Regions from separate parts of the Hordeum vulgare genome. Here region 1 is linked to region 2. A link is a contact called in public Hi-C data. All regions are on one chromosome and are shown on one strand. Each heading gives the region's core, a stretch centred on a gene start, on an enhancer-like site or on the middle of the called end of the contact. The rest is flanking DNA. Distances are from core to core; before and after follow the strand shown. Region 1 overlaps LOC123449531. Region 2 holds the start of LOC123449528 (40S ribosomal protein S27).

Evidence for each region. A called contact is a pair of places that touch in the nucleus more often than the background predicts.
Region 1: a contact with region 2 is called in a Hi-C map of seedling, with 3 times the contacts expected there. The contact joins the enhancer-like site here to the promoter of LOC123449528 in region 2. A contact is called at or near these places in 2 of 6 Hi-C or Micro-C datasets (leaf and seedling).

Annotation. Positions count from the first base shown.
Region 1 is chr4H:562,376,973-562,381,867 of MorexV3_pseudomolecules_assembly, reverse strand. LOC123449531 reads left to right here. Exons shown (of 14, transcript XM_045126782.1): 13 at 538-618; 14 at 731-1,441. The coding sequence ends at 817. Among protein-coding and RNA genes, the nearest start is that of LOC123449531, 11 kb to the left of the region's middle. Within about 2 kb of position 1,732, at least 3 of the 3 cell types and tissues checked have open chromatin away from gene starts, as enhancers often do. A contact at or near this core is called in leaf and seedling, where this site is marked.
Region 2 is chr4H:561,898,477-561,902,975 of MorexV3_pseudomolecules_assembly, reverse strand. LOC123449528 (40S ribosomal protein S27) reads right to left here and starts at 1,397. Exons shown (of 4, transcript XM_045126779.1): 1 at 1,289-1,397; 2 at 1,081-1,182; 3 at 936-964; 4 at 53-341. The coding sequence starts at 1,291. The coding sequence ends at 215.

The DNA of each region.
Region 1 (4,895 bases), core at 483-2,982, 480 kb before region 2:
CTAAGCTATGCCTGTCAGTACAAAGAGCAAGCAGTGAGCATATTCTGTTGGGATTCCTTTCTATTGCAGTAGAGGCAGTATATCTAGTACCCCCTCTGTAAAGAAATATAAGAGCGTTTAGATCACTATTTTAGTGATCTAAACACTTGTATTTCTTTACGGAGGGAGTACCACTTAAGTAGCTATAATATGCTGCTACTACTGCTAAACAACTCATATTTTACAAATCAGTTTCTGTGAATCACATGAGGCAGTTCAATGTCATGTTTGTGTACCACATTACCTGCAGTAGCCAGCTACCCAAGTCAGTTCCTGTTATTCTGCATTTTGTGGTAAGACGGAGCATCCATTCAAGTTAGATTTTGAATAGGAACTGATATTTGCTTGGTCATCTCTAAACCATTGTATCAGGACACGTAATTGTAGCAGGCATGAACTATCACTGTATTTCTGTATATCCAGTAATTCAAGAGTATTGAAACGTATCAGCTAAAGCATCTAACGTGAGTTGTATTTTGATATTTCTTACACATGCAGGTTTGTTACTATGGGCAGCATTATCATTGCTTTGCTTTCGAGGATGAGCACTGGGTCATGTATGATGACCAGACTGTTAAGGTAACAAGATATATAAACCTACCCACTGAAGCAAACCTCCCTTCCTTTTTTTTATACCCTACCTATACCTAGTCAAGAAAAATCATCTTTTATTTGTTCCTTGTTTGTGTAGGTTATTGGTAGCTGGGATGATGTGGTCATTATGTGTGAGAAAGGTCATTTACAACCTCAAGTGCTCTTCTTTGAAGCTGCAAATTAATTTTCTTCAAAGTTCAAGGGTGCTGTGCTGTGCTGTGCTGTGCCGTGGTGTGGTTAACATGTCTTCCGAGATATAGGTTTTCCCGGTGACTGAGAAGGTTAGCGATAGAATACAAAATTCGTTTTGAGCTATGGGGGATAATGGTGGTAATTTCAGCAGTTGCACTTGCCTGTCGGTTTTGTCGAGCCCTGCCTTAAATAAATGGTCGTCCGAGCCTTTACTAAAAGGAGAGAAGTGGTGATATATATATTTTCCTTTTGGACTTTGGATATAGCCTGACCCCATATCCTGTCGAATGCGATTTTGCCGTGGAGGACTGTAGCGGGGATAACTCTACTCGATCATGTGCTGCCCCAGAGAAATTATTCATGAGTGCTGCTGAATTTGCTAGAAGCTTATCAATATATACGGTTTTTTTGTGCTTACGATGTGGAGGAATGTTGTACTGTGTGTGACGAAGGGCGGGGGGTATCAAAGAAAATGGATGCTGTCATTTTTCTTTTTGTTGCAAATTCCTGGGAGGGGGTTTCTTATCATCTGTAGTGACAAAGTTGTATTATCTCAGAATGTTGTGAAGCCTGTTTTCGCTGGCCATGACGAACACGTAAAGTTATTGCTCCTGGACCTCCTGTCGCTTGTTATCTTGCTGTTTGGTGTTAGTTTTAGTTTATTTTTTTTGTGCAATTAGTATCAGAATTGCCACATGGCTATGCACCCCTTTTGCAGCTATGCTGCACCCCACCAGCAACCTTACGATTCACTGCAACGAAAACAGCTAGAAACAGTTTTTTTCCTTTTTCACCGTCAGAGTTCACTATTCATTTCCGTACCCAGGTTTTTCCCCACCTTTGCCAGTACAAGCGGGTGGAGCACTTGTTACATGCAGAGCTAGGCCTGATACTAGCGAGGGGCAGGGTGGTGGAGTTGGCCGGGGTTGGGTGGGAACTGCCATTGCACCAGGGAAATCGAGGGTGGCGGGCCGACCCCAGCGGCAGAGCGACCCGCCACAGTCGGCCGCTGGCATCAGTGTGCAATCGCGGGTAGCATGTGGACTGGTCGTTCACCGGGTAGGTGCATGTAAGAGCAACTCCAACCGTCCGATACGTTTCCTGGCGGGAACCAACGTTCGCTTTTGTGTTTGGGTCGATCTGGTGGACTTTTTGCGTTTGGGTTGGCGCATGCATCGAACCAGCTTTGTGTTTGGGTCGACCTGGCGTTTGGGTTGGCGCATGCATCCAACGCTGTTTCGACCTATTTTGACGACGCGTGTTTTTTTTCTTCAAACATTTCAAAAAATAAAAACAAACATTAATTAAACATTAAAGCCGGTCACGAAGGTCGGCGAGAGTTCATGCGACCTAAATTACAAGGCTGCGCTAGGAGTCCTCGTCGTTGACATCAGGGTTTCAAACATTTATAAAAATAAAAAATAAACAATAATTAAACATTAAAGTCGGCCACGAAGGTCGGCGAGAGTCCACGCGTCCTCATTACATTAATTAAACATTAAAAGACCTAAATTAGAAGGCTGTCTTAGGAGTCCTCGTTGTCGACATCAGGGCAGGTGAGGTCAGCCAGCGTCGGCGCAGAGCTAGCTCAGGGGAACGTTGTGTTTCAGAGCATCGCTGCGTGCGCCTTCGTCGTCTGTCTCGCCATCACGGGTTGTGTTGGTGGCGGTGGCAGCACAGCACATGCGCGCTCCTCCTTTCCTCCGCCAGGTGAAGCGCCCCCAGTGCTGGAGGTAGGCGACCTCCTGTTGCAGTGTCACGCCCAACCAAATGGGCGGCGCGTTGATCCACTCGCGGAGGCAGCCGGTCCACTGGTAGGGTTTGGTCGCCGACGAGTGAGCAGAGAGGTGGCGAGATGGGGACAAGGGTCTAGAAGTAGATGAAACCGAACCCCACCGCACACTCGGATTTAAAAAGGCCGACGGCGATCGCTGACGCGTGGGTTCGGGGAGGGTGTCCGTCATTAATTATGTTGACTGCGGGTAGTTGGGGCAGACGCCAAAAGGGCGCGCGCGTTCGCTTCGTGTTCGCGTTTCAGTCCCAAATTTGGGCCGGAAATGGGTCGGTGCGGACGCGTTTTGGCAACGGGCCCTCGCGTTGGGCCATCACATTTGTCTGCGCGGACCCAAACGGACGACGGCAGACGAAATGGGTCGCCCCGTTGCAGTTGCTCTAACGACCTGCTGATCCAGAGGATTGATACAAGGGGAAAGGGGATGAGATCGAAGTCCACTTTATTGAAGGAAGGAGGTGAGGTACATCGAAAGGTAGGTGAGGAGCAGAGAGTGGTAGGTGAGGATTCAGTCTCATACATCACACACGCCTCTCTTCTGTCTACACCCACACTTATAGGCAGACACGTGACAAGTGGCCTCCACTCACATTGCTTACACACAGCTGTCCACTGCATTAGTGTGACACTCCCCTCTTCTTAAGAGAAAGCCTCCTCTTCAGGTTCTTCAGGCTCGTCAGTTGCTGCACGGTCCACTTGTTCGTTCGTGTCTTGGTCCTGCCGGATGATCGTCGAAGGAAAGCGCCATCGAAATGTGTCGTAGTCCTCCCAGGTGGTGCTTGGGGATGAAGAAGACCAGCGGATCCGTAGTTGCACGAGGGCGCTGTTGCCTCGCTTGACCATGCGTCGCTCCAGGATCTCCACGGGCTCGATGTCGCCAGTCGCCAAATCTGGAGGGCGCGGTAGCTCAGCGAAGACAGGGACGCAGTTGGGTTTTAACGGCTTCAATATGGTGACGTGGAAGATGTTGTGGATGCGGCTGTTCGAAGGTAGCTGGAGCTTGTAGGCAAGGGCATCGATCTTGTCTTGAATCTTGAATGGTCCATAGAACTTGTAGGCGAGCTTGGCACGCTGTTGGTTGACGACGGAGGATTGCACGTAGGGCCGCAGCTTGAGGAGCACGGAGTCGCCCACCTGGAAGCTGCGCTCCGTGCGATGGCGGTTTGCCTACTTCTTGAAACGGCCCTGGGCATGTTGAATTTGCTCCCGTAGGCGCGTAGTGTTCGCGCCCCAATCCCAGTGCTCAGCGTCGAGGGTGGGCGCCGTCATGTCGTCCCAGAGAGCCATGGCCCCAAGGTTTGGCTTGGCGTCGAAGAGGGCCTTGAATGGAGTACAATTGATGGCGGAATAGAAGGACAAATTGTACCAGAATTCCGCCGTTGGGAGCCAGTGACGCCAATATGTCGTGGATGGAGCAACGTAGGTACATCTCCAGACATTGATTGACGCGCTCGCTTTGCCCGTCCATCTGGGGATGGTAGGCTGTCGAGTAGAGAAGCTTGGTTCCAGCCTTGGTGAACAACTTGTTCCAGAGCGCGCTCGTGAAGACGCCATCGCGGTCGGAGATGATGCACTTGGGAATCTCATGGAGCTTCACGATGTTATCCCAAAATGCACGCGCCACGTGCGCGGCGTTGAATGGGTGTCACAGGGGGATGAAGTGCGCGAACTTGGTGATGCGATCGATGACGACCATGATGGAGTTGTATCCTTCGGACTTGGGCAAGCCCTCCACGAAGTCCATCGTCAGGTCCTGCCAGGGTGCTGCTGGCACTGGCAGGGGCGCGAGCAAGCCCGCTCGTCGACAAAGTTCGTTTTTGGCGTGTTGAGATGGCGCATTGCTTGGCGTAGGCGTCGACGTCCCCTTTCATTCCTATCCACAAAAATAGATTTTTAAGGTGTTGGTAAGTTGCCGTGGTACATGAAAGTCCGCCGACATCGCTGTCATGGAGGGCGTTGATGAGCTTAGTGCGAAGAGCTGCATTCTTTCCAATCCAAAGCCGGTTCTGCTTGCGGATGAGGCCCTTGTGCAGCTGGAATCCATCATCGTCGGGGTTGTGGATGGCAAGGCGAGACAACAGCTCCTGTGCATCGACGTCGGTGGCTCAAGAATTGGCCACCTCCCGCACCCAGGCTGGTTGGCACATGGAAAGAGCGCTCAGGTCCAACACCGCGCCCACGCATGACAGAGCATCAGGTGCCCCATTGTCGATGCCGCGACGATACTGGAACTTGAACTGGAGTCCCACCAGCTTTGACATGGCCTTGCGCCGCAGAT
Region 2 (4,499 bases), core at 148-2,647:
CTAAACGGACTTGCCAGGTAGCCAGACAAACAGAAGAACCAACAACAGGCGATTCAAGGAAGTGCATGACATAGAACAAGTTGCTACAACGTTCAGGCTGGCAAACGGGCAAGCATAATTAACAAAATTTGACCAGTACACATCGGGGATAACTAGGAGTACTTCAAAAGTAACGTTCAGTGGGGCTTCATTTTCCCATAAACAGGCGTGCAACTTAGTCACCCTTCCGGCGGAAGGAGCATCCCTCGGTGAGCCTCGCCTTTCCACCGGTGGGTTGGCAGAGCACCGTCTGGCAGCCCGGGCACACCACCACGGTCTGAGAGTGGCTGAACACAGTCGTTCTGTGATCAAGGCAATACAAAGTTCAAAACATTAATTATCACATCAATTCATCATGGTGCAGATATATGGTATGTGGATGAAGCAGAGCAAGCTTCGGCCATAACGAATAAACTGGAATTGGTTGGTAAATATAATGTAAGTCAGGGCCAGACAAACAAAATGAACTGAAGGATGACAAAGGATGATATTCGAAATTAGCAATCAGCTCAACAATTTGAGCGGACATATCATCAGGCGAGGTGTGTTATGTTCAGTAACTGCACACAAACTAACCCAGCTTGGCAAATTAAGCAGAATAACTAGCCGTTAACATTGAGTACCAACGGCAGCAATAGCAAAGGACAAACACATCAGCGAACTATGACACAGTACAAGATGCACATGTTGCTAAATCTACATATTTTCTCATACATTAGGCAGTTCTATGTGCATAAACCTAACCTCTAAGCCATGCTTAAAGCAGAGCAAACTACTAAATTATTTATAGCCCAAAAATTCAAATCAAGTTCCCAAGTCAAGAATCCAATCCACCATCTTACAGTTACTGTGTATTAAATAAGCACATGACTAAAGAAGAGGTCACAAGCTCTTACATGTTGAAGCAGCCCTGGCACTTGACATCCTGCACACAAGGAACGCAAAGACAAGAAGATAATTAGGGGCGGGGGACGGGGCAGGAGAGCAATCAGAGGAACGGGAACCCCTAGATCGATCGTACATGATCTGAAGCGCACGTACCATGAAGAACGAGTTGGGGGACTGCACGAGGCGCTTCTTCTTGTGCTTGAGCTTCTCGAGCTCCGCCGGCGGGTTGAGGAGGTCGATGTCGTTCTGGAGCACCTGCTCCGATACACAGCAAGAGATGCGTAAGCCTCGGATCAAACGAAAGAGCAAGCAATCGGTTAAAACTGAAGGGGGGGAAGGCCACGATCTGTCGTCGGCGTACCATCTTGACGAGCGGCGGCGGCGGCGGCGGCGGTCTTGGCGTGGGAGAGGATGCAGGGACGGGGTGGCGGCGGGGGAGAGGAGTGGAGGGGCTAGGGCTTGAGACCGTGGTTGAGGGGACTTCGTGGCTTTATTAGTAGGCTCGGTGCATCTGGGCCGTCCGTCGTGCCGCCCGTTTGATCTGGTTTCGTGCGGCGGTGCGGCCATGGGCCTGTTCAGCTCATGGGCTGGGCTTGGCAGTCAGGGATAGGGCTGATACGCATGGATTGCCCTGGGCTGGCCATGGCGCGCAACCAATCATCTTTTATTCGCGCATGACAGCCTCTTTGTTCTTCAACGCGAGTATTAGTGGAGCAGAGGAGGTATCAAACCTTTTGAATTCACTAGCAAAATGGCCCGTGCGTTGACACGGAAGAAAAAAAACATAATCTTCAATGATGGTGACCACATTATGTTCACATATCATCGTTTGATTTTAAAATTTTGTGCATAAATGCAAGAAAATGTATCTTCTTTTAAATTATTCACAAGTTGAAGCAATCTTTACATTTTCAAAAAATATATATCATGGTTGTCAAAAATCTTGATAACTCAAAGATTTATTCTGAATTTCAAGATTTTTTTATAAAAAACATACAATAATAATTCGATCCATCCAACAGTTATTTTTTCAAAATTCATACAGGTATATTGTCATAAAGACTTAGAAGCATTAATGTTTAACTACATACATTCGATCTTTCGTGAACAATTTTACAAATATGGAAACAATTTTAAAATCGAGAACATTTTTTACAATTTACAAACATTTACTAAAAATCGTAAATATTTTTTATATTTCGAACGGGTTTAAATATTTTCTTTTGAATTGGCGACCAATTCAAAAAAAGATGAACATAATTTTTTATGTTGGAGGATTTTATTGTAAATTCACAAACATTTTTTGAAACGCATGAAGTTTTTCAGAATAAAAAACATTTTTATAAATCAGTAATATATTTATTAAATTCATGGACATTGTTTTGGAATTTGCAAAAAAATAGAAAAAACCAGCGTTTTTTTTGAATCCACAAACCTTTTTATGTTTTCGTCAGCATTTTAGTTCAAAATTCCTATTTTTAATATGCCAAAGTTTTTTAAATCCTAATTATAAATAAAAAAGAAACTATCAAAACACGCATTAGCTATTTTTAAAATTTTAAGACATTTTTTAAATGCATTAACATATTTTGAATTAGAAAGCATTTTGTTAAATGCCTTTAATAATTTTTAATACATGGAATTGTATTTGAAATCATGGACTTTTCTTATTGTATAAACATTTTTCTAAAATTGCAAACATTTTATTGTATATGCGAGCATTTTTTACAGAACTCTGAGCAGTTTTTGAAGTCACAAACATTTTATTTTTTAAAATATGTTCATTTGTAATTTTCAGTTTATTAAAAATTTAAAGATTATTTGAAGTTCTAAATTATTTATAATACAAAAATTAAAACAGAATTGAAATTAAATAAATAAACGGAACTAAAAGCAGGCCCCTGTGCATGGGCCGGCCCATATGGTGTGCTGGATATTCTACCAGCATGCAGAGCATAATATATCAGGTTTTTACATGGGCCGGCCCAGTCCAAGATTTTGTGCTTTGTGAAACGTTTTCTATTACTTACCGGTGGCATAGTGGGTAATTTATGCAAACTTTAAGGGTAATTTCCATGACGGACGATCAGAAACCGTATTTGCTTTATTATTAGGGAGAGATATTATATGGCTTCGGGTCAGCGTATCAACAGGAAAAAATCTTCTATATACTTCAGGAGGGGATGCTCGGAGATAGTATGTAATGCAGTGAAAGGCTTTCTTCAAATCCCTAACGAATCCTTGAGTGGAGGTACTTGGGTATGCCGACTGATGTTGGCCACTCAAATAAGGGCACTTTCAAATATTTGAGTGATAGAGTTTGGAAGAACGTTAAAGGTTCGATGAGCAAATGCCTCCCTGTAGGAGGGAAGGACGTTCTCATAAAGTCAGTGGCTCAGGCGATTTCAGTCTACTCTATGTTTTGTTTCAAGTTCCCTAGAGCCTTATGCGATCACGTAGAATCAATCATCCAGAAGTTTTGGTGGGGATGCAAAAAGGGGGAGAGAAAACAAACTACAACGGGAAGAATGGGTGCAAGGTAGAAGTGGATCGTCTCATTCTCAGCTCGTGGTGCTTCCTTCGAAAGTTAAAGGTCCCTTCCAAGATCAGAATTTTTCTGTGGCGCCTTGCCCACCACTCGATGCTTACAACTCATGTGCTCAAGCACCGGAACATATGGGTGGATGATGTTTGTCCTCTATGTGGCTGCCAAGACTCATGGAGGCATGCTCTAGTCTCATGCAATCTATCGAGGTGTGTTTGGGCTCTCTCAGAGGAAGCACTCGTATCGCAGATCACGGAGAATACTGAACCCAATGCTCGGTTGTGGTTGTTCGAACTCAATGACCGTTTGTCTCAAGCTTTTTTTTTCAGACAACGAGCTGAGGTTAGTCGGGCCGGTCGCGTGGGGAAAAGTCTAGGCCCGTCTAGTTCGCGGATTTTTTTCGAGCCCAGCAACTTAATTTGTTGGTTTTTTTTCTTTCATTTTTTTAATTTATATTTTTATAGCTTTTTTATTTTTCAATGTGCCATGCAGGCAGCCAGGCACGCATGCACATAGTGCAGCCGCCCGGCCATGCACACACGTACGCAGGCAGCAGTCTGCCATGCACGCACGTACGCACGCAGAGCAGTTTGCCATGCATGGATGTACCTCCTGCATGCACGCACGCTGGAGCCGAACGCCGCGTGCGGGCATGCACGTACCCAGGCAGCAGCCGGCCATACCTCCTGCGTGCACGTATGCAGGAAGCAGCCAGCCATGCACGTAGCAGGCAACAGCGAGCCAGAGCCAAACGCCACGCGTGGGCACGCACACAGGGGCACTGGCGGCAGTCCCGACAGTAGGCAGCGGTGGCGGCGACGTGCGCCGGTGTGCTGAGCGAGCGATAGCATAGTGACGTGGGCGGGCGCGCTGAGCCGGCGGGAGCGGGACGAGGCGGCGCACGGGATGAGTGCGTGGAGGCGAGGCAGCGTAGTATATAAAATGTGATCGTGTTTATTTTTATAAAATGTCCATACAATCTAAATAAATGCTTGTCAAATTAATACTCTCTCCGTCTCATAATTCT